Regions from separate parts of the Mus musculus genome. Here regions 2, 3 and 4 are each linked to region 1. The links are chromatin contacts, called in public promoter capture Hi-C maps. All regions are on one chromosome and are shown on one strand. The core of a region is the stretch at or near the end of the contact, and the rest is flanking DNA. Distances in the headings are between cores, read along the strand shown. Region 1 holds the start of Mzt1 (mitotic spindle organizing protein 1). Region 2 holds the start of Slain1 (SLAIN motif family, member 1). Region 3 holds the start of Fbxl3 (F-box and leucine-rich repeat protein 3). Region 4 holds the start of Cln5 (ceroid-lipofuscinosis, neuronal 5).

Region 1 (5,425 bases), core at 1,818-4,317:
AAATATTGTAAATTTTACTTGAAAGGACATTGTCTTAGTCAGGGTTTCTATTCCTGCACAAACATCATGACCAAGAAGCAGTTGGGGAGGAAAGGGTTTATTCAGCTTACACTTCCACACTGCTGTTCATCACCAAGGAAGTCAGGACTGGAACTCAGGCAGGTCAGGAAGCAGGAGCTGATGCAGAGGCCATGGAGGGATGTTTCTTACTGGCTTGCTTCCCCTGGCTTGCTCAGCCTTCTCTCTTACAGAACCCAAGACTGCCAGCCCAGAGATGGTCCCACCCACAAGGGGCCTTTCCCCCTTGATCACTAATTGAGAAAATGCCTTATAGCTGGATCTCATGGAGGCATTTCCCCAACTGAAGCTCCTTTCTCTGTGATAACCCCAGCCTGTGTCAAGTTGACACATAAAACCAGCCAGTACAGACATGTTTTATTTTTCTATATTATTGAGCTTATAATAAATATAGTTACACAATAACAGATTCTTTCAGGTCTAACTCTTCAAATGAGTTGGGCAGAATCAAAGCACCTTAGCCAACAACTGATGCTGCTACTAAGGTAAGAACCTCCCACAGACTCTACCCATTGCTTCACAAATTGTGTTTTCCACCCAGGCTGGTAAAATGGCATTGTCCTCCAGCCCTGTGGGAGGGAGCATGGTGTTGTATTCCTCTACTACTGTGGGTGTTTTGTGCCCCTCCCATCTGGGTCTCTGGCTGGTGACTGTGTTAACTCAGGCTCTGTGCACTGTGCTCCACTCCAGTCACTCTCTGTTCTCTTATGTTTTCAGTCTCTCTTACTCTGTGTTTCTCTCTTGCCGTCTCCTTCTCCTTTCCTGTCCTCTGCTACGGCTTCTCTGTCCTCATGGCTCTACTCCCACCTGCGCGCCTGCTTATATGTCCAACTACCCCTTCTCCAGGCCCTCACTCCTCTCCTGTCCCCCAAACAAACCCCCTTTATACCAGATCTGCTGCATGGTGTGATTTCTCAGGGGGACACTTTGGCATGGGCTCACCAGGTATCCTGCCGCCATTAGATTTCATAACCATTACGTATAACGCCTTTCTCTTTTCTCCTTTTGTACTTTGTGACATTTGGATGCAGATGGGAAGCTCTTCCTGGTCACAAGCTCCTTGACACCTCTCAATCCGACCCAAGTTCTCAGGACAAAGGTTAATAGAAGCATCTTAGCTCCCCACACAGCGGGTGCTTCTCCATCCTGGGATGGCAGATGGTGCATTTCTGCAGAGCAATGCGCTTCCTCAAAAGCCTCAAAACCCCACCGTGGTTCCCTCCTGCTCCTGTCGTATAGGGAAAACCTCTCTTCCATCGATAGAGACTTCCTTGTCTTGTTTGTGAGTGTACGGCTGGGAAAAATCATATTCCTCCCACAACATGTGCAAAGTTACATACCTGCTTGCCCTCGAAATTGAAAAGAACACTTTACAGGTGAGTCCCACTAACCTAGCAACCACTGACAGGAAAAGCTTAAAGTCACTGTTAGTAACCTGAAATGAGCAAAATGATAAGGAGAAAAAAATTTGAGCTTCAAGAAAAACTGCTATCAAAGGAAGATCCAAACTGAAAATTTCATGCTGGTTCTTTTACAATGACTTAAATGGGCTAAAACCTCACACATACTCTTACTTCGTTAAAAAAGCAAACAAACTTCTTAAATGTTTTTATACTGTGTACTTTTTACTTTACAACACGTTCTCTCACAAAAGGTTGGGATGCAAAGCCTTAGCCCTCACAGCAGGCCCACCAACTTAACCAGTTCTCTTCAGACACTACTCACAACACACACTGGTGCACCCAGCACCCCATGGACGCTCCAGAGGCAAAAAGAGAAGCTCAGGAACTTGAGGTCACTCTAGGCTACACAGGCAAGAGTCTTATCTCAGAACAACACAACCTAAAAACCACAACGGTACCCTTGTGTACATACATTTATTTTTACAAAACAATAAGCCGTGGAACATCTAAGATGAAAGAAAAAAGAAAAAAAAAAAAGACAGGCTGGAGACAGAAAAAGAACAATGTGGCAAACAATTAGGTGGGGAAAACCACTGCAAAGCGTAAGGTTATCTTTTGAGAAAGATGTTGAGGGGGTAACCTCTGGAAACCATCAAAGCCACTGCCAAAACAGACATGTAGAACCACACGTAGATGGAAACGTGTAAAATTAAGACAAAGAAAGATGCTTGCTAACGCAAAAGAAAAAGCAAATAAAACCGATCACTTGACACACACTTTACCTGGCTGTCTTATTTTAAATACCCGGAGCTACAACTTTATTTTATTGTTTACGAATAATAGTTACTTTCTAAGTGTTGGGTCCGAGAGGGACAAAGCTGCAGAACCATAGCAGAGAGAAGGGAACTCTGAGACTTATTTCTGTACCTCTGGGTGCGCTCTACCTATCAGGCAGCGGGCGCGGACACACCCACAACCGCGGTCACCCGTGTCGCCCGATCTAAGGAGTGGGAGATGGTGACGGGGAGTGGTGCTCAATCACTGGAAACAAATAACCCGTTACTGAAACGCCTGGGCCCCGGAACTGAGCTCACCGCGTGGACAAAAAGGTCCACGACCCCTTTCGCCCCGGGTCCCCAGGCCACGAGCACGCGCCAGACACGAGCAGGCGCCAGACACTTGGCGGGTCGCGTGGCCCCAGGATGGGCTCGCAGGCAGCGGTCGCGAGGCCTGGAACGCCCCGCGCGCGCCAAACTCCGCCGCAGCGGAAGACCGGAGCTCTGGGGCCGCCAGCTTCGAGGTCGCGGCGGGTCCCCTTCCCCGTCCCCTCGCAGGATACCGCCGAGGCCGACGCGGGGACCGTGGGGCCCTCTACGACGCCTCCATCCGGGGGCTCGGCGCCGGGAAGCGCAGGCCCGGTCAGACGAGAACGACGCGCACTCACCGTCCATGGTCTCCCTCACCGCGTTCAGGTTGGCCGAGGCCGCCGCGCCCGGGCCGCTACCGCTCGCCATGGAGAGGAGAGGCCCCCGCCCCGGTGGGAGAAGGCCTGACCCGGAACTGGAGCGCCCGCCGCCGCTCGGCCCCGCCCACACACCGCGCGGCGGCGCTCGCACCGCCCAGGCCACGCCCCCGCCGCCCGGGCCACGCCCCCTCGCGCCGAGCGCCGAGCGCCGACGCCGGACCGCGTTGATTTGAATTTGGAGCCTCGTTCCCTTGCGCGGAACGTAGAGCGAGGAGTTAGCGTTCGAATTCACCCGGCCGCCTCGACGCCATTGGCTGGTTCGCGGACGGCGGTGGGACGCGATTGGCCGGTGACCTCTCCCCGCCCCGCGCCCTGGTTGGCCGGAGAGCACGGAGGGAGTTAAAGAGTCGGCGCCTGGCGTGGGCATCTGCAGGGTGATGCTAGAACTTCCACGTTGCCCACGAGTGTAGGTACGTTCTCCGTGGCCCCAGGCCTGGACTCCTGCTTCGAGGTGGACCGCTCTGGTTTCCTGGCCCCAGACGTACCTGTGAGCTCGCCTAGGTGTGAAGGGGAGCAGAGAGAGAGGGCGCCTGGACACTGAATGGTCGCTGGAAGTGACGTCTCTGCTGTTTCCGAGGGAGCCCGCTCAACTTTGATCTTACAAAAGTAAATTCTTTTCTTTTCTTCTTCTTCACCCCCGCCCCCATCTCCCTTCTGGCTGTAACCCTCTTTGGAAGGAATGCAGCGTGCCTTTGGATCCCGGAGGGGGAGTGCTCTTTAGGAAAAGTAGTTTAAATCCCCACCTGGGTCCAGCCTGTCACTCACCCTGTTCAAGTGAGGACTAACGTGCCAGTAGTAAAAATTGCAGTTCTGTGTGGAATTACTTGGGTATCCGGACGGTGTTCGTACGGTTTTGTCTTGAGATGATGAATAAGGAAAACGATAAATAGAAGTCGTTTGGTTGGAAAGGCACTTATTTTTGGTGTAATCAGATTGGACCAGAGCCCACTCATAACCGGTTGGCTGCTTCATATATGCCGCATAACTTCCGTGCATGCGTTGCTTCCTCTGAAAAAGTGATAGGAGCATTGCCGTACCTTCCCCAGCTCCCAAGGCTCGGCTCCGGATCATCTGAGAAAACGTGCAGGGCTGATTCTCCTTTGTAAACCATAGAAACTTAACCCCAAGAGGATTCGATTTGGAGTGAGATGTTGAATGTATTTTGTCGGGATTAATATCTATGATATTCAGTAATTTTAATATGTGTACTTTTGATTTCTTTCTAGTTTGCTTCCTGGGCTATGGGAGATGTCAGCGAATTAAAAATGCAAATAACACCAGAAACTCCAGGAAGGATCCCTGTTTTAAATCCCTTTGAAAGTCCCAGTGATTATTCTAATCTCCATGAACAAACCCTTGCTAGTCCTTCTATCTTTAAGTCCACAAAACTACCAGTAAGTTTCTCTTGCCTAGTGTTTACAAGTGATTTTAAGTGAAAGTAACTACAAATAATTTTAAGTGTAAATACAAGAAGAAGATGGCACCTAATCTTGTAATGGTTCTTTGAGCAGACATGATCTGAGCGCTCTTATGCAGGAGGTCGACATCCAGGAACTGCCCACACCAGCACAGAAACAGCACACAGGCTTTACAAGTTAGCTGGTCACAGCTGAGCTACTCATATATACCTCAGACCAAAGACAGCAGCCAAGACCAATATGGAGACAAACATGCCACGCTCTAGTAACGAATTATGGACACAGAAATGTGAATTTCTTATTATTTTTCTGTCATAAAATAGTGATACCTTTGTTTCCTTTTGCCCAGCCATTTGAAAACGTTCAGCCCTAATAAAGCTTGTGGTTATTATAAAAGGGAGCAAAGTCCTGCACTGTTGGAAAAAAAAAAAAAAAAAACTCAGCAAAATGAGCAATTTTGAAATTGTAATGCGTAGCCGGGTGTGGTGGCACACTCCTTTAATCCCAGCACTCGGGAGGCAGAGGCAGGCGGATTTCTGAGTTCAAGGCCAGCCTGGTCTACAAAAAGTGAGTTCCAGGACAGCCAGGGCCACACAGAGAAACCCTGTCTCGAAAAACCGGAAGAAAAAAAATTGTAACGCATGTGCTATGAATAATATTAACCAGAAGGAGGGAACATAGGAAGTGTGTTCTTCAGGAAATCAGGGTTGCTTGTTTTTACTTTGCTACACTGGCAAGGCTCTTTTGATTTGTTAAGCACACTTTCCTAGAAAAGCTGTAAAGCAAGGTGCGTTGGCTGCTTTGATGTCAGCTTGACTTTAAGCTCAAGTCTCAGACTCCGTTGAGAAGATGCGCCCATTAGATTGCATTTCAGCCAAACCTGTTGGACATTTTCTTGATTAAAACTTAGTATAGGCGGGCACAGTGTATTGTGGATGGTCCCATTGACAGGCTGGTAGTCCTGGGGTCTGTAAGAAAGCAAGCTGAGCCAAGCCATTAAG
Region 2 (5,425 bases), core at 1,740-4,239, 4.6 Mb after region 1:
CGGGCCAGGGGCAAGTGCTCAGAACTGCTGTTGTTTTTATGTCTAGACTTGGGCAGGTAACCTAGCCTGGCTCTTGTGTAAAACTAGGATAACAACAGGCAGGGTGTCTCTAGATTTCTTAAGAGACTTCTTTCTATTCATATGCCCAAGAGGATATTATGGTATGTTTCAGTTAGAGTTCCTACTGATGTGATGAAAACCATGACCGAAGCAACTTGGGGAGGAAGGGTTTATTCGGCACTTCTATATCATTGTTCATCATCAAAGGCAGTCAGGAGCCATGGAGGAGTGCTGCTTATTGGCTATGCTTCCTCTGGTCCACTCAGCCTGCTTTCTTATAGGAACCTGGACCACCAGGGCTGGGCCCTCCCACATCGACTTCTAAGAAGAAGGCTACAGGCTTCTCTGCAGCCCAGTCATACACTGGCATTTTCTCAGTTAATCTTCCTATTTTCCTCAATGACTCTAGCTTGTGTTGAATTGACATAAAGTAGCCGGCACATAGTATTTGTGCAGTTTTGTTGTCAGGAAAGTGATTGAATTGACAGGTGACAGATATAGGTGACTACGTTAATTTTAGGTTTTTAAAAGTAACTTCAGAAACAGTGTGTGATTTTTAAAGCGTAAGGAAAAAGGACTATTGGAAAACATGAATTTCTTGATGCAGTTTTGAGTGTGTGATATATGGATGCTTCCCACAAAGGTTTTAGTGAGACATGCATTTTTATGTCAATAGACTTTGTACATTCTGAAATCACCTCTTCGTTTCATTTAAAATACTAAATTTTAAATACTAAATAAATTGAGACACTACCTATGCACTTGATTTCAGAGAACACAGCTTGAAATTTGCATCAAAATAAAAAAAACTAAGACTGCTTAATTAAAACCTTGACACTACCAACCTCTTCAATTATGTGTTAAGGAGATGGGCACCCTGGGGATACCAACTTAAAATCAGTGTGCATTTTGAGTGCCATTAGCACGCACACATGCACAGCTCTCTGAAGGGAAGAAAAGAGCTTTCACAGGGAAAAAAAAAAACCCTAACATTTCTCTTGAGCAGAAATTATTTTGCTTTTTAAAAGCAAGGAGAGACCATGCCTGCTGCAACCCCAAACAGTGCTTCCTATATTTTCTGGGGCTTAAATGCTCAGGTATGCTTTTTTTTTTTCTTTTTGTAAACAGTCACAAATTTTTACAATAATTGTTACTTAAAAAATAGTTCTACAGTGTAGATCAGAAAGAGCAAATGCAGGAGGGGATGAGTGCTTAGTTCTCTGCTTCTTTAGAGTATATGAATGCTGTAGTAGAAATGACTGCTTCTCTTTACTTGTTAACTCTTGTTGTTTAAACTGTTATGTGCTGATCCCTAATTTCTTTCACTGATGTGGCACTCAGCAGCTCTTTGTTCTCTTTGTGCCTGTCCTCTCCCTTTCTTTGTGTTTCAGGGATACTGCTGCCCGCATCTGCCACTGAGCATGCGGGGAAAATCTTTCAATAGATTCTTCACTTAGGAGTTTCAGCAGTAGTACTCCACTTCTCCAGGTTTTAGTAATAACCAACAGGCCCAAAAAAAGGAAACTTGGAAAGGTGGTGGGAGATACAGGTGGTTGGGGTCAGATGGCCAGCGGGGCTCTGTGTGGAAGGTAACTTCAGGGAAGTTAGCATACACTAACTTCCAGAAGCTCTCTCCAGCCGAGTTAAATTCAGGACACCCACCTTTGCACATACACCCAAGTTTAGAGCTGTAGCTTGCCAAGTGAGAAGACACAAGTGTTTCTGAGCAGCAAGGCACAGGATCAAATTTTAAAAGATTAGAGGCAACATCCTAGCGCTGCCACAGAGATGTGCGGTATGTTTTCATTGACGTCATGTGTACAGTGCCTGAGCGAGGCCCTTCACAAGCTAGTACACCGTCTGAGGATGAAAATCAGCGGTGTGGATTGTTCTCGCACTATAACGGCAGGCTTTCCTTTGTGTTAAACCCACAAAATGCTAAGTCAACATTAACTGAACAAAACGATCGGTTCATCTGCGTAAAAGCATTTTTGTTGAAAAAATAAAAAGCATGGTTTCCAAGAATCCCCCCCCCCAAAAAAAAAAAAAAAACCAAACAAGCAAACCAACAAACAACAAAAAAGCAGGGAATGTTATACCTTTCCTCTTTTCGCTCAGGCACGTGTGACTTTAATAGTGTAAATGATTTAACAGATGGTGCACAATTTTGCTTGTATTTGCAATCACTGATGCCTGTTGTTCACTTGCTCAAAAAGCCAGCGTTTAGAACACAGTGGAGCATGCAGGAGATGCTCAAAGATCTTTTGTCTAATATAAAAGAGCATGAAAACCCAACTCTCCTTTCATGGTGAAAGACTGGTGGGGATAGTTCATATATGGCTATTTTAGATAGACTGAAGTGAACGCCTGACTCTTCAGCAGCTGGCCATCCTCCCTCATAGAGACTGGGATTTCTCACTTTCCCTCCTTATTCTCTCCTATCCCACCATTTTGTTTCTGTGCTACTTAATACTACCCTTAGCCGCATCTTTTCAAACAGACCCAAAGCATCTGTTGTTGCTTTTTTGGGGGGGGGGTGAGCATCATGTTCCCCAGACCTTTTTTCACGAGGTTTCATTAGCAGGTGGCAATACCCTGAAGTCTAAAAGTGCTCTTGTAAGAGGGCTAGCCATTGGCCCTGGGTACGTTTTTCCCCTGCCACAGACACCTGCTACTTCTTTAGATCCCGCCCCTGGCTGTAGTCCTAGAAGTGGGGTTCTCTCGCCCAAAGCGGAAGAAGTGCGAGCGGCGGGAAGTTCAGGCCAGGTCCAATCAGGCACCTGAGGTTAGGTGGTGTGGGTGCAGACGGATGCCCAGGGAGGGTCCCCGCCGCAGGTCCCGCCCCCACGACACATCCATCACCAGAAGCTCCGCCCCTCGCGCCCCGCCCCGTCCCGGGGCCTCGGCTAAAACCCGGAGCCGCTAGAGCAGAGCACGGTGCAGAGCTGCGCGGCTGCTTCTTCCTCGGCCGGAGGCTGGGCCCTGGTGCTGATGCTGGTAGGCTGCGCGAGCTGGGCCCGCGTAGCCTCCTCGCCGCGGCGCTCGGGGCTCCCGCGATGATGGCGGAGCAGGTGAAATGCGCCTCGCCGGTGGCGGCCTCCGGCGCCGGCCCGGGGCCGGTGGTGAACGCCGAGCTGGAGGTGAAGAAGCTGCAGGAGCTGGTGCGCAAGCTGGAGAAGCAGAACGAGCAGCTGCGCAGCCGGGCGGCCAGTGCGGCCGCCGCCCCGCACCTGCTGCTGCTGCAGCCGCCGCCGCCCTCCGCCCCGCCGCCAGCCGGGGCCTGCAGCCCGCTCGCCACGCACAGGGCCCCGGCCAGCACGACCTCCCCGGGCCCGGGGGCGCTGGGCCCCGCGTTCCCGGGCACCTACTGCTTGCCCAGCCCCGCGCCCTCCCTGCTCTGCAGCCTGCAGCCGGCTGACGCGCCCTTCGTCTACTCCAAGCCGGCGGCGGGCTTCTTCGGCGGAGGTGGCAGCCCGGAACCGGGGACCGCAGGGACCCCGCCGGGGGAAGCCGCCACGCCGCCGTTGCCGCCTCCAACGCTGCTGGACGAGGTGGAGCCGCTGGACCTGGAGAGCTTGGCCGCCTGGAGCGAGGAGGACGACTACACCTGGTATAGCCGAGCTCCGCCGCCCCCTCCCCCCGGAGTTGGGAGGCCCAGCACGCGGGGGCGGGGCGTGGGAGGCAGGGGACCCAGAGGCCTAGCAGGTGCCAAGCCCTGAGCAGAAGCTTTGCATGGAGGCAGAAACCTGTTTTAGCATTGTGCCTATTGGTCCGACTGGGGACTGCCATCTGCCCCGTGCTTTGCTCTTTGCTGATTACGGGGTCCCAAGCGCCTCGTTAGCCTTAAATGCACAACTCATGTCATCTTGTCGCTCAGCCCTGCTCTCTTCTCTCTCTCTCTCTCTCTGTGTGTGTGTGTGTGTGTGTGTGTGTGTGTGTGTGTGTGGTGAAGGTGCTTGTCTTCTGCTCTCCTCCACTGCTTACCGTTCTTTCCTTACAAACGAACGCTGCACAGGATTGGTGTGCAGCCCCCCTTTGGTCACATCGGAAGCCGCCTAGTGATGAGCCTCTTCTCAGACATCTGCTATTGCAGTTGAGTTGTGTAGTTATATATGCCATCTCTCTGTATTTTCATAGATAACCTTTCAGATACCGATTTGATTATTAAAGGTGTGCCATCCTGGTACGTCAGAGGCAAAGGTTTTTTTAAGGACTGGAGGGGGCAGATGGAGGCGCTACGTTCTTTTAAAAAAATTGAACTTAAGAGGAATTTTCATTAATTTAGAAATGAAACCACATTGAAGAAAAAGTAGGTAGTTTTATGTTAATTTGACACAGGCTAGAGTCATCAGAGAGGCGGGAACCTCAATAATGCCTCCACAAGATCAGACTGTAGGTAAGCCCGTAGAACATTCTTAATGGTTGATATTGGAGGGCCCAGCCCATTGTGGGTGTTGCCATCCCTAGGCTGGTGGTCCTGAGGTTAAATAAGGAAGCAGGTTGAGCAAGTCCTGGGGTGCAACCCAGTAACTAGCACCCCTCCATGGTCTCTCATTTAGCACTTGCCTCCAGATTCCTGCCTTGTTTGAGTTCTTGTCTTGTATGAGTTCCTGTCCTGACTTCCTTTAATGATGAACTGTGGTGTGGAAGTGTAAGCTAAATAAGTCCTCCCTTGTCGTCTTTCCCCCCCCCCCTCCCCAAGTTGCTGTGTGTGTGGGTCCTGGTGTTTAATCACAGCAATTTTAACCAGAGGATGGCACTATTAGAGACACTTTATTATCTAGTTTTAGAAACTTTTAGGGTTGATTGTAAGGATGGTGGAAACTGGACGTGTCTATTCAATGGACTCTGGTTAGCTGTGTGTTTCTGCTCATGAATGAGTACTTTTTTGAGGAGACAGGTGCCTAAGCCCCTGCTGCTTGCTCATGGAAGGCTTGGCCTTGGAGTATCTTCTGTTAGGAATCGCTTGCTTGGTCGCTAGACATCCTCTAGGCGTGTAGGCATACCCCAGGAGTGGTTAGATAAAGTGGAGTGTGGGTTCATGCAAGGAGGTTGAGCAGTGTTCACATCGGGGTAACAGTAGGATGAAGAGTTGCATCCTTTTGCCTGTTATTTAAGAAAATCAGATTTTTATTTATTATTTTTTTCATTTTGTACTCTTGTTACTGATTGTATAGAAGGGAAATGGGAAGTGGGGAATCTTATTGTTTTGCTATTGGGAACTACAGTCTTCCTTTTGCATCGATACCCTACATGGCACCTACCTGTAAACTTTCATTGCCAGTTGCTCTGATTTTGAAAATTAATAACATAAATCTATAATAGACTTTTTTGTGGGCACATGTATCATCTGCCTTCAGCTTTG
Region 3 (5,425 bases), core at 939-3,438, 4.1 Mb after region 1:
TCTTCCTACTTCCAGACCTCCTGCCAGGATGCTCTGCTGTATCTGGCGAAATCTTCTAAAGCCAGACCATAAAGATTAAACACTTCATTTTACAGTCAAGTGTACAGATTCAAAACCAAAACGAGGACAGCAGCCTTTCTGACAACACTCTAAGGACACTCTGCTGACCCTAAGTTTATACAATTTTTATGTGAGACAGGCTCTCTATGTGAGCCTGGCCAGCCTGGGAATCAGAGATCCACTGCTTCTGCCTTCCAACACAGTCCCATCTAAATAAAGGGTATTTCAATCCCCCTTTAAGTTGGGAAGGCAATGTAAAGTCACCAACGCTAAGGAAGATCAAGTACACGGTTACACTTGATCTAAATATAAACTGAACACATGGATCATCAAAGTATATATTAGTACTTATTACTTTATGAATAGCTAAGAAAGTCTATGGACTATCATAAGCATTATGAAATTAATGTCACTCTTAATGGAAAACTAATGGACCAAAGGTTAAAATGTGCTATGTACTATTAGGTGTAAAATTAACTAGTGAATAAATAGCTAATAACATTTTAAATATTGCTTTTCCTTGTTGGCCTTTTTAATTCGAAATTTCCAATGCTTTTATTTTAACTATCTGCACATGAAGCTCTGCTGCATAAAGAACAATTCGGTGCATTCACTAGTACACAACTAGTTTAGAGTAATGGGTTTTATACTGCTTCTAGTGGAAGTCAAAGTGCCCTTTATAGCTGAACAGGAAGAGTGTGGTGTATAAAACAGGACACTAAATATCAATGCGATTTCCTAAGCACAGAAAACTGGGCTCCAGCAGTTTTGATTTATTGCAGTGTTTCAAGAACCCAGAGAAAGTATGGTGGCAACAACTTTAGCTAGTGTTTACATCAAGTGTCCAAGATGCAACTAATGAGGGACACCCAGTAACTTGAGCATCACCAAGAATTAGTGAGCTAATCAAACATTTCCTTAAACTGAAACCAAGAGCCAAACTTCCCTTACTGTCTTTAAACATTTACATATTCTGGACATGCAAAAAATATTTTTTAAAAAATTTGTACTTTAGGTTTAAAAGTCCCGTTCTGGCATTACATTTGCATATGCCCTTTTGTTTTGTTTTTCATAGAAGGAAACCTAACACACATTCTTTGGCTGAAATACAAGAATGGAACAATACGAAAAAGATTAACTCTCAGAATGGTGAGAGCACAGTGGATATAGATGAACTGGGACTGGACACACAGACAAGACACAACCGGGAGCCGGCACACAGGTAACACGGGGCGGGTTACAGACATTTTAACATCTACAGGGACATTTTTTTTTTAAATTCGCCTTTTGGTGTAAGCAAAAGATACAAACATCTGGGCAAGTGGGATAGGCACCATTACCAACAAAACCGCCGCCCGCTCTCACCTCGCACGCGGCTCGGCGATGCCCTGCCCGGGCGGCTTCCGGGTGGTGGTCTGCAGCACGCGACCCGGGCGGCTGCCCCTAAGTTCACCAAGTTTTCCACCGTGCGCCTCCCCGGCCCGGCTTCCGCACACACTGACCGCCCAGGCCCCCGGGCTTTCCAGCCGCCTGCACCCGCGCCGCCCAGGGCGAGCCCGGAGGAGCCCGTCCTCCTCGCTGCCCCGCCACGCGCGGCCACCGAGCGCGCGCCGCGCCGGCCACGCCTTGTTGACAGACACCGAGGCCCGGGCGCGGCGGGGCGGGGCGTTGTTCCCGTCGCGCCCCGCGCGCGCCCCCGGCCGCCGCCGCCGACCTCCCCGCCCGACTCCGGGCTGCGGCCCCGAACCTCCGCCGTACCTGCTGCCGGGGGCGGCTTCCCCCACACAGCACCCCGGGCCGCGCGGACGACGGCGGCAGCGGCGGCGGCGGCTCCCGCGCCTCTCACATGAGGCCTCCCGGGGCCCCGTCTCCGAGCTCCCGCCGTCGCGGCCCCCCGCGCTCCGCCCGCATCCGAGACGCTGGTCCCGCGGCGGGCGCCGACGCGGCTCCACCTTTGCGGCTCCGGCTGCCCCGGTGTGTGGGGAGGAGAGCGTCGCGTCCCTTCTCTGTCCCGCGCGGTCTGTGTCCTTCGCCCCGGCACCTCCTCGTCGCCCGCCCGAGACGCCCTAGGCGAGCAGCGATCGACAGCAGCGAGCCCGAAGCTTCGGCCCAGTTAGGGAATCCAAAATGGCGCCCGCAGTTCGCGGCCGCGCGCTTGCCCCTGCGCGTCCCCGCCCGAGGGGGCGGGCGCGCGGCCGAAGGGGCTGGCCGGGCGCGCGCACCGAGGCGGCTCCAGCCTCCCGGGCTGTCCCTGGCCAAGTTTGTTTAGGGGCGGAATGTGGGCGGGTTGGTGTTCGCCAGACGTGGCTGGCCTTTCCCAGGGTTAAAACCGGAAAGTTTAGGGCGGGGGAGCCGACGCCAAAGGCGGAGGGAGTGTCTGCAGGGCGGGACGCACCCCTACCGGACGTAAACATCACCTGACAGCGACCCACCTCCGCGAGGAGGGCGCGGCCAAGGGAGCCTCTGAGGTTGCTGTCTGTACCTAGAAAAAGAATAAATAAATCAACGTGGTGGACGTTGCGATCACTACGGGTTTCTTAAGACAATATTTGCATTTCCATTTTTCCAAGGCTTTTTTTTAATGAGTCATAACTTTTTCAAAATCACATTTACTTATGAAACAGAACCCCCAAGTCTGAGATTTCTTTTCAGAAACACGTAAAGTGTGAAGAAGCAGATGGCTAATTAAAAAAAGACAACCCCCACTCCTCGCTCCCGGGTGGTGGAGCGTTTTGTAAGTCAAGGAGTCTTTTAAATGCTATCAAATATTTGACTTTTTTTTTTTTAAGTTTGGACTTGGAGATACTGAGTTTTTCCTAAAATAAGAAAAGTCCCCAGAAAATCTTAAGGTTAGCTGTATACCATGCCTTCTGCTTTTTCTGTGTTATTTCTCCAAAGTAAAGATCTCTTCTCTCTCTTTCGTTTCCTACCCTCCTCAGTTTTCTTTATACTGATTTTCATTTTGTAGATCAGGCTGGCTTGGAACTCTGAGATCCACCAACCTCAGCCTGCTCAATGCTGAGATTGAAGAAATGTGCCACCACACGGAACAAAAACATGCTGAACTTTAAAATGCTTTTATGTACTTGTTTTTAATTTACTATTAATTTTATAAGCTTTTCGTTTTGTTGTAGGTGTGAGTGTGCGCGTGTGCGCGCGGCGCGCGCATTTGAGTGCAGTGCCCGTGGTGTCTGGAGTGGATGTTGGATTCCTTGGAGCTGGAGTTATTTACAGGCAGATGTGAGCCACTCATCCTGAGCGCTGGGAACTGAACTCAGATCAGCTGGAAGAACAGCAAGCACTCTTAACTGCTAAGCTGTCTCTCTAGCCCAGAGTAAATTATTATATTTTTTAAAAGATGAAGTCATGAGAACAGGTTCTGTCACACACTTAAGACCGTCACCATATAATGTACATTTAAACAAACTAGAAGAAAGGAGTTTTAATCTTTTTAACCAGAAAAAAATATGTCTGAGGAGTTAGAATGACTAACCCGATTTAAACATTAGACGTTGTGTATATGAACTGAAGGGGCTGGAGCACTGCTCTGCAGTTAAGAGCGCTTGGTGATTTTGTAGAGAATTCCAGCTCCCACGTGGTTCACAGCCATTCATAACTCCAGTCCCCGGAGATCTGATTGGTCCTTGAAAGTGGAGCACAGACATACGTGCAGGCAAACACTGATACACACAAAATATTAAACATTTAAACTGAATACACTAATCAGAATATCACACATTATACCTTAGGAGGTGTAATCTTCTGTATTAATGATTTTAAAATGTCAAATAAATGAGAACAACTACTGAGAATAAGAGTCGAGGTGAGCACTGTTCATTAGGAATCTATGCAAGGTACTCGTGCAATTTAGGTTTGTAGCTCCACATTAAAAGTTAAAGGTCAGTTGGTGACAAGGCTCAGCTGGCAAAGCTACTTGCTGTTCAATCTCTTGACCTGAGTTTTATCTCTGGAAACCAAGGTGAATGTGGAGAACTGACTCCCTCTGACCTCATCTGGAGAGCACAAGGGACACACACACAAAGTTAAAGGGTGGCTGGAGAGTTGGCTCATTGGTCAGGAGGACACACCAGTTTTCACCCCCCCTCAATGGGCCACTCACAACTGCCTGTCATTCCAGCTCCAGGGGATTGGAGCGCATCTGCTCTCTCTCACATGCACAGACCCACATAAAGGGGACAACATCCATTTTATTTACGTAATCCAATACATCCAAAGTAGTATTTCTACATGTAAGCAATACAAAAAAAAAAAAATCAATCACTGGGCTATTTTCTGTTTTTCTCTGTGAGACTCAGTTGGTAAAGGGTTACTAACTAGTTCACAGGCTTAGGGAAGCCCAAAACATGTCAAGGATGTGAATGAAGCCCATTGTAAAATAACCAGAGGCTTAGTGGCTTAAAATAGTAAAAAAGGGAAAAAAGTATTTGTGCAATTCTGGACATAAAATATCCAAAACGGGCTAAAATCAAGGTGTCAGCTGGCCACGGCCTTTGGGATGTGAAGAGGGGAACCTGTTCAGCTGCTTTTCCAGGGCGTCTAGGTTCTTCATGCTTGACTTGTTCTTACATGTTTAAGGCCAACAGTGGATCATCACTGAGTCCTGTGTGTGCCTTCTCCCTCCCTCTATCCCACCCTTCTTCTCTCCCTCCCACCCTTCCTTTCTTCTTACCCTCACCCCCCCCCCCACACACACACACACTTGTATTCCCTATCAGAACCTGGTTGCTTCTTCTTTCCCCAACTGGGACCCTTCTGTTGACGTTGACCACACTAGTTAACCCACCCTAACCTCATTTCAAAGTCCATATCCTCCCATTTGCAAGCAATACATTACAAAGATGAAGAGCCGCAAAGTTGGGAAGGGCATCCTTGTGCGCCCTCCTAGCCTTAGCACAAAGGTTAGCTACCGTAAGCCATCAGTAAATGATTTAACTCCTTAAACTACACCTGCAATTTTCATGTTTGTGTTCTGTGTATGCCTTGTTTCCCAGAACTTAGCACGGTTCCACGCACCCATTAACTCACAGGATCCATTCAAGCGCCTGAGAGGAAGTCAGGGTTACTAAGCAACTGAGGACACAGCCTTGCCCTCATCAGAGCTTGTTGTCAAGTGCTGACCTGGATGGAGCAGGTGCTCAAATATTTATTAAAGAAGTCAACAAAGCCAGACAGTTTACATACACTTCTGAGGAATACTAATGCCTTCATTCTTAAACTCTCTCCAGCACAACCTCTCTCACTTCTGCTTTTAAAAACTTCCCAGTTTCTTCAGGACCCTACCTGAATTCGCTTATTTAGAGAAAATGTAGGGCATGTTGTTACAGAACCTGTAACTGAGAAACTG
Region 4 (5,425 bases), core at 1,617-4,116, 4.0 Mb after region 1:
ACAGAAGTCCAAAAAGTAACATCAGGTTATTGGAAGAGTTTAGATAGAGAGGATGCATCGATTGCTCTGTTATGATAACGTGCCTCACAGAATCAGCGCAAGGAAGGAAGGGTTGATTTTGGGTCAGGTTTAAGAATATAGTTAACATGGCAGGGGGCATGGTGGTGATGCATGCATGAGGCATATGGCCACTGCAGTAACCAAGCAGAGGGATATGAATGCTGGTGGTCACCCTGCTTTCTCCTTATTCAGTCCAGGAAGAAATCCACAGCATGGTTCTGCACACACTCAGCGTGGGTCTTCTGTCTTCAGTCCAACCTTCTGGACACACTCTCAAACATGCACTCAGAAGTGTGTTTTCTGTGGAAATTTTTAGTGTAGTTAAGTTGGCCCTGAAGATTAACCACCACCAAAGACTGTTGTAGTACATCGACAGACTTTAAGTCTCTTTTTGATTGGTTGCTATAAATCTCCAACTTAGGGGGTTTCTTCGTTTCTTTATAATTTGACTGTTTAGGTTCAGCGGCTGAGAGCACCGGATGCTCTTACAGAGGACTCAGGTTCAATTCCCAGACCTCACCTCACAGAGGGGTCCTGTGGGGATCTGATGACTTCTTCTGGCTTCTGAGTACATCATGGACCTACATGCACATGATGTATAGACATACATGCAGGCAAAACACGCATACACATAAAAATTTTTAAATCACTTTGTTTACACACAGATAGCACAAGAATTCCATTTTAGTTTGGCCTGCTGAAGCACAGTGCAGGAGCGCAGTCAGAGTCCGAGCAAAGGACTTTTATTGGTTTCTTTGTTGCAGTTTTTTAGGTTTTGTTCTGAGACAAGGTATTGCTCTATAGACCAGACTGTCTCAAACTGTAGATCTTCCTGCCTCAGCCTCCTGAGTGCTGGGATTTCAGATGTCCCTCCATGTCCAGACAACATGTTTTATCAAATCATGTAAGAAAGAGAGAAATGTTTGTTATGAAGCTGGTTTTCTTGAGAAAGACTCATAACTGTTCAAAATGAAAATAAAAACTCATATTCAGTAACTCAGTTCAAGCTTAAAGACTACTCTAAAAGAATCAATGCAAATGGTCAAAGATTGTAAATTATAAATTTCTTGATTTTGAATTAGGGGTTTACATATCATACATGTGTGTCATACATTAAACAGATGCCCCCGGGGGCTGGAGAGATGGCTCAGTGGTGAAAGGCATTGACTGCTTTTCCAGAGGCCCTGAGTTCGATTCCCAGCAACCACATGGTGGCTCACAACCATCTGGAATAGGATCTGATGCCCTCTTCTCGTGTGTCTGAAGACAGCTACATAAATAATACATATATACATACATACATACATACATACATACATACATACATAATTAAAAAATAAAACAGATGCCCCCATCGATTCTCCTCATGAGTGACTATTACAATTTCTAACTTTACTAAATTCAACCCTAAATTGAACCTTTAAACTCACCTTTGACCTATTGTAGCATCTTTGACATTATGCTGTGATAGGCAAGAAAAACTGTTAAGAAAAATCTGAAATTAGAGGCTACAATACAGTTGATGTATTTGTTTAGGGCAGTTAAGCACCTATAAAGCAGGTGAGTATATCTAAGGCCTACAAACCTAGTTAAAATATCATTACTCTTTCATTAAAATGTGGTTAGAAAATTGGTGTGTCCGAAGCAAAAAAGCATGTCGTGTTTGACAGAACCTTTAGCAACCTGGAAACCCTTCTCAGAATAGTGATTTATTTAGTTCACAGAGTTATAAATAAGAAAGCAAAGATGAGCTTGAACTTAACACGTTTGCCTGGCTAGTTATCATCCTGAAGTCAAAAAGAGAAAGCCAGCCATCACCTGCTAGGACACGTTAAAGTATCATGATGACACCCTGTTTTTTTCATTCCCTGAGAAACTTTGTCTCCTAAAATTTACAGACTTAATTTTTTTTTTTTTCCTTTTGGAAAATACATCAGCAAGGACGAAACAGCTAGAACCTTTGGCAGAGGAATCTCTGAGAATATCAGCCTCACACTACAACCCAGATAGGTCCAAAACTTTTGATAAAGGGTTTCTGGATCTGACATTTCTATCTCTTCTTGAGCTTCAGAGTTGGCAAGCAAAAAGGATCCCGTGTTCGCTTTGTAGTTCAGACCTCATGCAGCTCCTATGTGCATACACATAGTGGGTTTGCTAGGAGATCTCCAAAATACTGCCTGTTCCAGTCTCATCTCCAGCGTACGTGAGTGATCTTGGTTGCCATCACTCAGTGCAGTGGCCTGAACAGCCTGATTCCGTATGGCGTGATGCTCTTAGCAATCTTACACTTACTGGACAAAGGAGGACCGGAGGATAAATGGATTAAACCTAGCTCTATTGGTCGGTCTTAAGCTTTGAAGAGTCACGGATAATACTAAGTGTGGCAGAGGACAGAACCGGAGCAGAGCAGTCCAAGTCTGGTGATGCCGATGGCAGCACGGAAAGCATATTGTCATTGCTGATCTTTGCAACATTCTCAGAGAGGCCAGGAGAGGGCAATCATTTCCTGTAATGTCCTCATTTTTTAATTCCGCTGAGCACCCAGTGTCTCCAAGCAGAAGATTTGTGTTGGAGACTGGCCTGGGCCATGTGGGTCAAGAAAGTTCATAAGTGTTTTATTGTTGTTACGGTTTGGCTGGTGATGGCTGCGGGGAGGGCAGAAAGCACCTTTGCGCTAGAGGCATAGCACACATCCACCAGGCTGGAGTGAGTTTTGCAGTACCAGTCTCACCCTTCCGGGAGGACAGGGCTTTTTAGCGTCCAGCGCACGCGCGCTGGAACAGAGGCGCCCCGCCCCGGCCGGGACAGGGGAGGCGTCACGCGCCCGGAGGTCACACGGCCAAGCCGGCGCTGGTGCTTGGCTGGCTCCTCGCGGCGGCGCGCACGCAAGGCCGACGCCGGGGCCCCGGAGCCTCCGGGATCTCAGGGAGCCGCGGATGCTGCGCGGGGGGCCATGTGGAGCGCACTGGCGCCCGGCGCTCGCGCTGGCGCTGCTCGGGCTGGCGACGATTCTGGGCGCGTCCCCGACGTCTGGGCAACGCTGGCCGGTGCCCTACAAGTGAGTGAGACGGAGCGGGGCGGGGAGGGGACTTGGAGAGGGCGGATCCGATACCTTAGCGCGCCCGGGGACGCAGGGCACAGGGCGGGCGACACTAAGAGCATAGTTCCTAAATAGTTGGCAACTCGGGGATCCTCACCGGTTCTGGGCAGTTCAGAGTCCTGGGAGGAATGGAGAGTGACATCACTGCACGGAGTGACTTTTAGGTGCTACTGACTTGGAGAGCAGGTTAAAATGTTTTAAACACTGCAATTATTTCATGCCTTATCGTTAGCTGCCATTGCATAACATTTGGGGAGAATTTACAGGGAGCCTGCTTGCTCCCCTGTGTCCTTACTGAGCTAAATGGGGAATTTAGCTGACTGACCCGGGGAATTTCCTCCCTAGGCTAGTCAGGATCACCTTGTTGGTCCACTTCAACCTGGAGGGTAGGTAGGGCTCCGGACCTGAGGAGGTGATCGCAGTCTTTGACTTAGCTAAGTTTTGACAGCCTGTGGGGAATTGCGAAACAAGAAGCGCTCGGTCTTCGGGGTTGCGGGGGACAGGGGTGGGTGGAGTGGTGGCTGGCGTGGGCATAGTGAAGTGGAAAGAGATGCAGCTTTTGAAAGCATATGTTTTGCATAACAGAATGAGGGGCGGGGGGGTTCATGGCATGATGCATGTTCCTCTAAGGAGTTCTTAGTTCTGAAGGCTGCAGACCAAATCTGGTCCCATTTGCTCATCCTCTGTGCGGTCTTAGGGAATTTAACTCAGAATCTTCATGCTCACATACCCTGGACAGAAAACAGGAAATGATAGTAGCCCTCGCATTTCTGGTGAAAACCAGCAGTTGCCAAACTTAAATATTCATGTGTTCTGTTCATGAATTGGTTCTTCTAAATATATATGAGAGAAAAAAAAGTTTAGGGTTGAGGTTGGTTTTCATGAAAATATTCACAAGAAAAAAAAAACCTTAAATACCCAATAAAACAAGAAAGAGATTGTAAATCTCAAAGTATTTTATCTAATACCAGGAGACGGAGGCTGACTGGTCTTTTGACTCTAAAGAAGCCCCGATTGACATTCCCACCTGACAACTGGTATATAGCTGTAAGTTAGATCAGGTTTTGTCCCCGTGTTAAGATTGTTAGAAGAGCAATTCTGAGGATGGTTCTCTTTCTCACCAGGCGCTTCTCTTTCCGTCCGAAGACAGATCCCTACTGTCAAGCTAAGTATACTTTCTGTCCTACCGGCTCGCCCATCCCAGTTATGAAGGACAATGACGTCATCGAGGTCTTACGACTACAAGCCCCGATTTGGGAATTTAAATATGGAGACCTCCTGGGACACTTTGTAAGAATGCATCTTGATCTTGTAGCTTTACTTAAGTAATTCAGCTATTACTTTGACTTAAATGAGTAGTCAAATGGTTACTAGGTCATATTAATTGATAACTTTGTATGTGCGGGTTATGTGTGTGTGTGTGCACCTGTTCACAAGCATCAAGTGGCTGGAGGCTGCTGGGTGTCACTCATCATATCATTCCCTTAGGACAGGGTCCCTCACTGAACCTGAAGCATACATTTTTGTCTAAACTGGTTGGCCAGTGAGACAACTCCTGCCCTCAACACTGGGATGACAGACACAAGTGGAAATGACTGGCTTTTAGGTACGACATGCGTGCTGGGGATTTGAACTCAGGTCTTCATGCTTGCATAACAAGCACCCTTACCCATTCAGCCATCTCTGCAGCCTGTGATATAGTTCCTAGCACCTTTATGTTGGGAGTCAGGAAGAGTTAGTTACCACTGGATCGGCATGGAGCTGTGCAACTGTAATCTTGGGACTTGGAAGGTCCTAGCAAGAGCATCACCATTCCAGAGTCAAGCTGGGGTACAGGATACCACTGTCTCAAACACAGAGCAAAGGCTGCCATGAGGAGCATGTGCCCTGCCCTTCATCTGTTTTGCTGTGAAGAGTCTTGCAGTGGGCGCCCAGACCTTAGCACAGCTGATGCCTTCTGACCTAAAAGCTCAGCATGTAGACCCCAACCCTGGCTGAGACAAGAGCAAAGACTCAGTCTATCATGGTAAAGAATTCTGGGAAAGTGTCTAAATGTATGAACCGTGTGTGTGTGTGTGTGTGTGTGTGTGTGTGTGTGTGTGTGTGTGTAAAGCCAAGGTTGGTAAGGCTCATGGCTACACACCTGGACAAGTTTCCCAGGTTAGCCCTTTGGCCTGTGAATACAGACTTTCTGTTGGCTTGGACAGTCCATGTGTTCTCAGGAGGGGTTACCTTGCAACAATCTCAACCCTCCTTGCATACTCA

Evidence for each region. Promoter capture Hi-C pulls out the DNA fragments that hold promoters and counts their contacts.
Region 2: a contact with region 1 is called in a promoter capture Hi-C map of pre-B cells. The contact joins the promoter of Slain1 here to the promoter of Mzt1 in region 1. A contact is called at or near these places in 1 of 39 promoter capture datasets (pre-B cells) and 2 of 484 Hi-C or Micro-C datasets (both in CD4 T cells).
Region 3: a contact with region 1 is called in a promoter capture Hi-C map of liver, with 2.2 times the contacts expected there. The contact joins the promoter of Fbxl3 here to the promoter of Mzt1 in region 1. A contact is called at or near these places in 2 of 39 promoter capture datasets (liver and pre-B cells) and 1 of 484 Hi-C or Micro-C datasets (muscle stem cells).
Region 4: a promoter capture Hi-C map of pre-B cells shows a contact between it and region 1. The contact joins the promoter of Cln5 here to the promoter of Mzt1 in region 1. A contact is called at or near these places in 1 of 39 promoter capture datasets (pre-B cells) and 1 of 484 Hi-C or Micro-C datasets (CD4 T cells).

What each region holds. Positions count from the first base shown.
Region 1 is chr14:99,043,069-99,048,493 of GRCm38.p6, forward strand. It overlaps Mzt1 (mitotic spindle organizing protein 1), which reads right to left and starts at 3,068. Exons shown (of 3, transcript NM_175245.4): 1 at 2,926-3,068. The coding sequence starts at 2,995. Bora (bora, aurora kinase A activator) reads left to right here and starts at 3,309. Exons shown (of 12, transcript NM_175265.5): 1 at 3,309-3,612; 2 at 4,233-4,400. The coding sequence starts at 4,248.
Region 2 is chr14:103,647,239-103,652,663 of GRCm38.p6, forward strand. It overlaps Slain1 (SLAIN motif family, member 1), which reads left to right and starts at 2,990. Exons shown (of 7, transcript NM_198014.3): 1 at 2,990-3,670. The coding sequence starts at 3,117.
Region 3 is chr14:103,097,344-103,102,768 of GRCm38.p6, forward strand. Fbxl3 (F-box and leucine-rich repeat protein 3) reads right to left here and starts at 2,189. Exons shown (of 5, transcript NM_015822.3): 1 at 1,819-2,189.
Region 4 is chr14:103,067,350-103,072,774 of GRCm38.p6, forward strand. Cln5 (ceroid-lipofuscinosis, neuronal 5) reads left to right here and starts at 2,867. Exons shown (of 4, transcript NM_001033242.1): 1 at 2,867-3,118; 2 at 4,285-4,450. The coding sequence starts at 2,997.